Regions from separate parts of the Mus musculus genome. Here region 1 is linked to region 2. The links are chromatin contacts, called in public Hi-C maps. All regions are on one chromosome and are shown on one strand. Each heading gives the region's core, a stretch centred on a gene start, on an enhancer-like site or on the middle of the called end of the contact. The rest is flanking DNA. Distances are from core to core; before and after follow the strand shown. Region 1 overlaps Ddi2 (DNA-damage inducible protein 2). Region 2 holds the start of Plekhm2 (pleckstrin homology domain containing, family M (with RUN domain) member 2).

Region 1 (4,549 bases), core at 837-3,336, 41 kb after region 2:
TGGGACAGCAGAGTCACAGAATGGAAATTGATTCTATGTTCCCTCATAGGTGAATAGGTGACTCAGCAGTGGACAATGAGACACAGGTTGGAGACCACCTAACACAGCATAACAACCATCCTCAAGTTAAATTATTCTTCTTTAAAAGCTCAAGATGGAAAAACTCCTAGAAAGCAAGGTCATTGCCCTTTTTATCTTACCAAATATTGAAATTTCATGAATACTACTTGAGACAGGTTCTTAGTATACAGCCCAGGTTGTACTTGAACTTGTAACCCTCTCATCTCAGCCTCTCCAGTGTTGGGATTATATAATATATACCACTATACCCTGCAAGAATGCTCCTTTATTTTCGGATTTTTTTTTTTTGAAACAGGGTTTCTCTGTAGCTCTGGCTGTCCTGGAACTTGCTCTGAATAGCATGTTAGCCTCAAACTCATGAGATCTGTCTGCCTCTACCTTCTGAGTTCTGGAATTAAAGGAATGTGCCAGAACTTACAGCTAATATTTTCTTTTAAACAATGCATTGCTGGATGGTGACCTTCATAATACCAACCTTAAGCGGCAGAGGTAGCTGGGTAGAGTTTAAGAGAGTGGTTTCAACCTTCCTAATGAAGTTCCTCATGTATGGTGACCCTCAATCATAAAATTATTTTGTTGATACTTCGTAAGTGCAATTTTGCTACCATTTTACATTATCATAATGTAAGTATGTGACCCCTGTGAAAAGGTTGTTCTGTCCCCAGGTTCCACAAGGAAAAAGGAGAGATCTAATTCCAGCAAGTTGTCTTCTGACTGTCACACACGCGCATACACACCCCCAACAAATAACTGTAATAAAAATGTTTTAATTCTGGCTAGACTTGACCACATTCCTTGGGTTGGAAAGATGACCTGGTGGTCTTGGTGATTACTGTTTCCCAGAGAACCTGAGTTTGCCCAGCGTCCACGTTAGGCAGTTCACAGCTGCCTGTGATTCCAGTGCCAGATAATACAACAGGCCACCAACAGTCATGTCTGTCTGTCTGTCTCACACACACACACACACACCAATAAAATTAAACTAAATATTTAGCATGCATGGTGGCACACACAGAGGTAGGTGGATCTCTGAGTTCAAGACTAACCAGTGCTACACAGTTAGCCCCCATCTCAAAGAACAATAAATCCAGTGAGCCAACCAACCAACCAAATAGGGCTTCAGGGCAGCCCCAGATACACAGCAGTGTCTGGTCAGCTTGGGGTATGGAGCGATCTGCTTTCTTCACATCTCCCAGTTTCCTTTACGGCCCCCTGTAGGAAAGGACCTGCTTGGATATGCTGCACTCACTCTACTTGCAGAGTCTGTCTATGTGCTTTCCCACCCCTTTCCTTTTCCAGGATGAATGCAACCATGCTTCCGTCAATGGCAGGCTCCCTTACAGCTGCAATGTGACACAGTAAGAACAAACTGTTTCTCTGGGCAGACTCAGCTAGTCATGTCCACAGACAGTCAAAAATCTCTGATTAGAACCTGCAGTCCCAGCTAGTGTAGAGGCCAAAGCAGGAAACAGTTCAAGGCCAGCTTGGCAACTTAGTGAAGATCCTGTCTGAAAATAAAATGTGAAACAGAGCTGAGGCTGACTCAGTGACTGAACACTTGCCTAACTATGCAAGAGAGTGGGGGAAACACAACCGACTTGAGCAAATAGCTTAGGGCTTTCAATTAATTCTAGAATATAATTTGTATTTCTTCAATTTTGAGTCCAGTCAGAGGGCCAGAGATGCAGCCTGGTAATAAAAAACTAGTCTAGCAAGCATGAATGGCAAGGTTCCCAATGGAAGCAAAAGGGTGGGGAGAGCCATTGAGTATAATAAAGCAAGCAAACTAGGTAACTACAGATAAAGCTCCCACCCCACTTAGCAGAATACAAGAATTGCTCCTTGTATTTACAGGGTTTTTGCCATCAGCACCTAAACCTGACTTGGGGTTGGGGAGCAGATGCCATTTTATTCAGGCAGCATCTTGCTTATGACTAGTGATGGGCCAGCACTCTGTCAGCACCACTGCGCCTGCCTGGGCTCCACTCTGGCAGATCCTGACTCACAGACTAGAGAGAAGACTCGGGCACCTACAGTTTTAAAAGCATACTGCATGCTTTTAATACAGCCCTAGCACAGACCCACTGCATCAGAGGCTCGGAGTTGGAAATGGGCCAGGCAAAGAGCTTATCCACCAACTGAGACAGCAAAGGAAAGCAGAAAGAAGACAGACTCTGGACTACCAGATGCCACTTGTGCAGAGCTCTCTAATCCAATCACCATCAAGCTCTGGTTTAATCAGGATTGAAATCAGCTGTCATAGCCGGTCTACTGATTTTAGCAGATGGGGTTTCTCCTCCATCAGCCTAGGACAAGCTGTTTTGTCTGCTAATCAGAGTTCACAAAACCCAAGTAGGAAGCCATTAAGTATTTTTGAAGTACTGGATCAGAACGAGGGGACAATGAAGCAGAGTCACCTGAAAAGACTTAGGTTACTCTCTCAGCTTGGAGACAGGGGAGCAGACATCCAGCCCGATGACCTGGATGCTGTGAGCTTGCTCGTTAGATCGATGGATCTTACCTTATATCTTCTTCTATCTTTGCCTGAGCTTCGAGATCAAAGGGGTCAGCAGAAAACAGACGAATCCGTTCTTGTTCTCTCCGGGCTCGGTCCTGCTGCTGCTCCACCAAGACCCTAGAGAATTTCTCTACAAAAATGGAGGGGGGGGGCACATATTTAGCTCTACACTTTCTTTTTTTTAATCCATAATTTAAAAAAAGCCACCCCCCACCCCAGCTGAGCAGTGGTGGCACCTGACTTTAATCCCAGCACTTGGGATATACAAGCAAAGGCAGGCAAATCTGAGTTCATGGCTAACCTGGTCTACAGAGCAAGTTCCGGGACAGCTAGGGCTACACAGAGAGACCCTGTCTCAAAAAAACAACAAAAACCTTTTATTTTAGATGTATACATGAACAAAATCTTCCCAGCCACAACCTTGTACTCCTTAGCTTAAAAGTTAGAAGACAAGAATGTGTCACTCGCCATTACTTACCATTCTGACCTCAGATTTCTGCTCCAGCTTCCTTAGTCCGAGGATTCCCCGGGTGTAAGACAACAATGAACTCGGCAATTCTCTCCTCATACATTTGTGTGTACAGAGCCATGTGTATGTTTGTGCAGCCTCAGCCGGCAAGTGGTGGTGAGAAGGGGTAATCTGTGGGAGTTAGCTCCCTCCTTCTACTCTATGGGGTTCCAAGGCTGACCCTGGATTGTCAGACTTGACTTCAAATCTGCTAGCTCATCCTCACCAGATCAGCCACCTCCGCTACTCTTATTGTCCCTCTTTATTATTACTAGAAATTCCTATTATGTTGTTTCTACTCAGTCAACAGCTTCTCAATATGGCCAAGTGTGGCAAGGCCATGTATGGCAGAAAGATGCCTCCTCTTCTCTACTCCCCTATGACATTCATTATCCTGCCACCAGGAATGAAGCAGAGCCCTGTGCTATCCCTTTCTCACCTGGGCTCACTCCCTTTGTTCTACAGTCTGCCTTAAGCCAGATAAACTAAGTATAAATCAGTCTACCACAATTTCATGGTCTCGATGGAAAACGTGCAAGAAAGGTAACAGAGAGCATGGTGTGCTATTACTATAGGATGTAATTACAACAAACAGTATGTAGATGTGTACAAACTAGGAGTTGGACATTGTTGTGCACAACTATAAAACTTAGGAAGTGGAGGCAGGAAGACCTTCTGTTAAGTCAGAGCTGTCGCTGTCGGGGGCTTTAATATTGATTGTCTTAAGAAAACAGAAGTGAGGGAAAGCAAGGCAGCGTCCCGTGGACTAAATCTTCCCAACACCATGTACCTAAAAGGTGACCTGAAAGACACCCTGACACGAGTGGGCTCCATGATCCCAGACACACAGTCTGAAAATAAGGACATAGACCACTGACTGCAAGGAGCAGTCAACTTTCTGCTGAGATGGCTTCAATGGGCAATGTGCTTAACCTGCAGGCATGAGGACCAAAGTTTGAAGCCCAGAACCCACATTGCCCGCTGGAAATGACAGTGCACATTGACTTGTATTCCTTGGGCCTAGGAGACAGACAGAGGCTCTCTGGGGCTACTGGCCAGCTAGCCTAGCCTAACTGCTGAACCCTCAGGGAGAGACACCAACCAATATGAGGTGGATGACATTCTTTAGAGTGATACCTGAGGTTGCCACACGGTCTATACATGCAACCCACTTTAAAAAGACTCAAAACAAGCCAGAGTTGGTGGTACATGCCTTTAATGGCAGCACTCAGGAGGTAGAGGAGAGGGACTTGTGAATCAGTCTGATTATCTGAATTCAAGCTCTTGCTCCCAGAAGGGGACAGGAAAGAACCGGCTCTTGAGTGTTGCCTTCTACTATGGCTGTGGTGTGTGCTGTGCAGCCTACTATAAAAAAATCCACAAGTTCAGACGCCCAGAGGCCATGTAAAAGCTGGGACAGTCACACACTGTATGCTAGTGAT
Region 2 (4,565 bases), core at 2,064-4,563:
AGGAGGCCATTTTGTCAGCTTGGGCTATCTAAAAGAATAAGGTAAAGTAAAATAATGAAATAAATAAAAAAGGCCCGTGGTTGTGGGTCATGGTAGAGCGCTCATAGAGCATGCACACAGCCCTGGGTGCCAGCCCCACCTCAGGGAAAAAGAGACAGAACCGTGCAGGGGACAGTGGCAGCTGTCACAGGGCCTGAGTGTGTGGCAGGGATGGTGCGGGCAGTGTAGGTCTATTCTCTCACGGAACTGAATTTCCATACTGCATTATGAGCAGAGTCTGACGTCTGACTGGTGACGTCACCGGAGGCTCCGCTGGCTGCTAGGATCCAGAATCCAAAGCTCGGCCTGGGTCTGTGTGCATTGCTGGCCTCTGTGCGAGGCTGTGTGGCTTTTCCAGGGTGCACATTCTAGCCACCTCTAGCAGAACCCTTGATACTCACCCCCAGAAAACCACCTGGGGGCGGGGCACTTCTTTGGAGGATGTTCCTGCTAGCCTGGATGCCGCACCGCGCAGCCTTCTTTCTCTGAGAAGACTATCAGTCTGCCAAGGCTTAGTGAGGGCCTCCCAGTCTCTACCAACACAGAGTCTTCTGGAAGACAACGGCTGCTGTTTAAAAGGTTCCTTGTGTGTTGGTGCAGGGAGACACGCACACAGGCATGCAGCGCTGGTGTACAGGCGGTAGTTAGCCACTCAGCTTAGGAGCTAGGACCCTGACTTAGATTCTCTGGAAAAGAGGCCAGTGCTCTTAGCCACTGACCTGGCTATCTGTCCAGCAGCATTTTTTTTTGTTTTGTTTTGTTTTGAATTTACTTTTTCCATCGTGAGTTCTGGAGATTGAACCCAAGTCATCCAGTTTGCACACCAACTCTGGCTTGCAAGCCAGTTTCCCTGCTTTGGCCATCTTACCAGGTCTGCCATGGCTGCTTCAGCCTCGGTGTCTATGGTGGGAGCTGAACTTTTTTTTTTTTTTAAATCTGTTTATTTATTTTATGAATATGAGTACCATGTTGCTGTCTTCAGACACACCAGAAGAGGGCATCAGATCTCATTACAGATGGTTGTGAGCCACCGTATGGTTGCTGGGAATTGAACTCAGGACCTCTGGAAGAAAAGTCAGTGATCTTAACTGCTGAGCCATCTCTCCAGCCCCGGAGCTGAACTTTCTAGCTGTTGTTTTGTTTTGTGAGGTTTTTGTTTGTTTGTTTCTGGTTGGTTGGTTTGTTTTGGTTTTATTTTATTAAATTTAAAAAAATTTAAAAAGATTTATTTCTTATTATATCTAAGTACACTGTAGCTGTCTTCAGAAGAGGGCGTCAGATCTCATTACAGATGGTTGGGAGCCACCACATGGTTGCTGGGATTTGAACTCAGGACCTTTGTCCTGAATAGTCAGTGCTCTTAACCCGTGAGCCATCTCTCCAGCCCTTGGTTTTATTTTTAGAGACAGGGTTTCTTCATTTAGCCTTCCCTGCCTGTGGTAGCACTCTCCTCTGTAGACCAGGCTGGCCTTGAACTTGCAGAGATCCACCTGCCTCTAGCAGCTGAGCGCTGGGATTAAAGGTGTGAGCCAGCACCCGGCTAGTTGTTCAGAGAGAGAATTAGAACTGCGCAGCTTCCTTCAAACTAAATGGCCACCACTAGCTTCCTCTCTTGGAGTAGGCCTTATTAGAAGCAGAAACCTTTTTATTTTTTATTTTCTGTTTTTTGTTTGTTTGTTTGTTTTGGTTTTCTTGTTTGTTTGTTTTTTCTTCAAGATACAGTCTCACTATGTAGCTCTGGCTGTCCTGGAACTCACTATGTAGACCAGGCTGGCCTCACACTCATAGAAACCCACCTGACTCTGCCTCTCAAATGCTGGGATCAAAGGCATGTGCCTCTATGCACAAAGAACCCTAAAGGAGGCAGGCGGTGTGGTACTCATCTTTAAGGCCAGCACTCTGGAGGGAGAGTTTGAGGTTAGCCTTGTCTGTATAGTGAGACTGTTAGAAAAGAAAAGAAAAGAAAAGAAAAGAAAAGAAAAGAAAAGAAAAGAAAAGAAAAGAAAAGCAAGAAAGAAGAGGGCCAGAGAAATGCTTCAGTGGGTGAAGGCATTGCTGCCAAAACTTACACATTGAGTTTGAGTACTGGAATTAACAGGATAGGAGAGAATCAATTCTCAAAAGTTGACCTCTGACCTCCACTCTCCCATTTACATACGGACACACACACAGCTCCTAAAGTATAGTTACACACACACACACACACACACACACAGAAAAAGCATGAAGGCAGGCTAGTCAATCTTCCCCACTCCTCTATTTTTCGGTTTCACTATGTAGTCCAGGCTAGCTTGGACCTCAGGACTCTGCTTTAGCCTCCTGTGTGCTGGATGACAGAGATGCATCACCACACCCAGCCTTCTGAGGCTGGCCTGTCTCCTCACCCCTGTGCGTGCCCTTGACAGGTAGTCATTCCTACCAGGAATTGGGGCAATGACCAATACTAACAAGCCCCAACCCAAAGTGTCATAGTGTCACCGTCCCACGGCTTACCTTCCAAAACTACAACCCTAGACACCTCAGGTCCTCACTCAGAGCTCTGTAACTCGCTTTTTTCTAAACTGCCATCCTGGAGTTAGGACGACTTGGGGATTCCGTGGGTCCCCAAGCAATGTCGCAGGGCACAGCTGGGGTGACCAGCAGGTGCTGGTTCTCGGCCTTTGCCCCGAGGGAGGGAGGGAAGATGCAGTGGATTCCTCGAGGATGCTCTCCCTGCCCCGTCCTACCCGCAGCCTTCCCGAGGTGTCACGGGCCAGTCGCGGGAAGACAAGGCCGATTCGGGCACCGGGGAGCTCCGAGGACGCTGACCTCAACTTTGTTCTTTAAAAATAGCTCGGAGGCCGCGGCGCTCCCGGGAGTCGCCTGCTTCTCCAGCAGGGCCCAGGGTCGCCAGGACGACAGTGGCCCGGGGTCCCGGTCATGGAGGCGACCCGGGGGGGACTAGCGACGGGGACCGGGGAGGGGGTCGGGGCCGAAGGAGGCCGCTCACCTTCTTCACCGACAGCGAGATGTTCTCCAGGATTCGGTCCTTCACCTCCCGCGGCTCCATGGCGCTGCCGCCGCCGCCCCGCCGCCGCTTCCCACGCCGGGAGCCCGGGGCCGCCGCCAACCGCTGCCGCCGGCCGTGCGGGGGCTCCGTCGTGCCGGCCGCGGGCCCCGGCGCCCGCCGCCCTCGTCTCGCCTCGCCTCGCCTCGCCCGGGCCTCGCTCCGCCGCCGCCGCCTCCCGAGCGCCGAGCCGGGAAGGAGACGCGGGCCCTGCGCGGCCGCAGGAACTGATGTCAGGCGGGGCGGCGCCAGCACCGGCCGGGAGGGACGGCGGCGACCAGGCGGGCCCGCCTCCTCCGAGACCCGGGGCGATGGAGACCTGGGAGCTCAGAGATCCGGAGCCCCGGGGACCTGCAGACCTAGGGGACTCACACAGCCCGGATCGCATAGACCCAGGACCTCACAGAGCCAGAATCGCATAGATCCGGCACCGCAGAGCCTCGGGACCTCAAACACGCTGGGACTCAAAGACTTCGCCTCCCACTTCCCAATCCTGCACAAACTCCTCATGAGACCCTGGGAGCTCACCGATCTCCAGAGCCACCCTGCTCAAAGACCCCGGGAACCTCACAGACCCCGGGCCCCCTCCCAGCTCCTCTGAGATACCGTATTGTCCGTGTTGTCGTTCCCCTAACCCCTTGCAGCAAGGCCCTGCACGGGCCTAAAAACTGCCCCAGCTCCTTAGATATTGCTCCCTCTCTCCTTGCCCACACTTCCCTTCCCTGTAACATTCAAAGGCTCTCCTTCCAGGACCCGGCCAACTCCTTGAAGACCCCACTCAGGACCAGGACAGACGGGGCCCCTCCCTCATTCCAAACCTGACATTCCTCACCCTTGCCCACAAGGGGCCCCAGATATACCCGAATACTCGAGAGACTCTGGAGACAAGGCTTGGCCTGGCAGAGACACCTACCTATTCCTTTCCAACTGCTCCACGCACACCCCAGGGTTCCGAGGTTTGGACCGCCTAGAGCCACTCCAGCACCCAACGTTGCCCTGATGCCAGAGCTCAGCCCTCCATCCTCTCCAACACTCCAATTCACCGTTCTCAAGGTATCTTCTACTTCCAAAACAAGCCCTCTTCCCTATCGGCCCTCACACCCTCTGTCTTGGCTAGTTTTGTGTCAGCTCGACCAGGGACACAAGCTAGGTTCATCTGAGAGGAGAAAAACTCAGTTGAGAAAACGCCTCCATAAGATAAGGCTGTATGACATTTTCTTAATTAGTGATTGATGGGGGGTGGGAGGGAACACAGCCCATTGTGGTGCCATCCCTGGACTGGTGGTCCTGGGTTCTATAAGGAAGCAGGCTGAGCAACGTAGGGGAAGACAAGCCATCAGCTCCTGCCTCCAGGTTCTTGCCTGGTTTGACTTCCTGACTTAGCATCCCTCAGTAGACTGTAATTCGGGACATGTAAGCCAAATAAACCCCTCCTCCACCCCCAAGTAGCTTTGGTCATGGTGTTTCATCATAGCAATAG

The links. Hi-C and Micro-C count contacts between places; a contact is called where the count stands out from the background.
Region 1: a contact with region 2 is called in a Hi-C map of rod photoreceptor, with 1.6 times the contacts expected there. The contact joins the enhancer-like site here to the promoter of Plekhm2 in region 2. A contact is called at or near these places in 5 of 39 promoter capture datasets (embryonic stem cells, frontonasal cranial neural crest, hematopoietic stem and progenitor cells and 2 more), 13 of 484 Hi-C or Micro-C datasets (the G1E-ER4 cell line, bone marrow-derived macrophages, conventional dendritic cells and 10 more), 10 of 115 datasets of contacts at active chromatin or transcription factors (the HPC-7 cell line, bone marrow-derived dendritic cells, bone marrow-derived macrophages and 5 more) and 3 of 9 other capture datasets (adipose tissue, bone marrow-derived macrophages and pancreatic islet).

Annotation. Positions count from the first base shown.
Region 1 is chr4:141,703,330-141,707,878 of GRCm38.p6, forward strand. Ddi2 (DNA-damage inducible protein 2) reads right to left here. Exons shown (of 10, transcript NM_001017966.2): 4 at 2,603-2,729. Among named protein-coding and RNA genes, the nearest start is that of Ddi2, 18 kb to the right of the region's middle. Within about 2 kb of position 2,087, at least 28 of the 459 cell types and tissues checked have an H3K27ac peak or open chromatin away from gene starts, as enhancers often do. A contact at or near this core is called in rod photoreceptor, where this site is marked.
Region 2 is chr4:141,660,833-141,665,397 of GRCm38.p6, forward strand. It overlaps Plekhm2 (pleckstrin homology domain containing, family M (with RUN domain) member 2), which reads right to left and starts at 3,314. Exons shown (of 20, transcript NM_001033150.2): 1 at 3,029-3,314. The coding sequence starts at 3,088.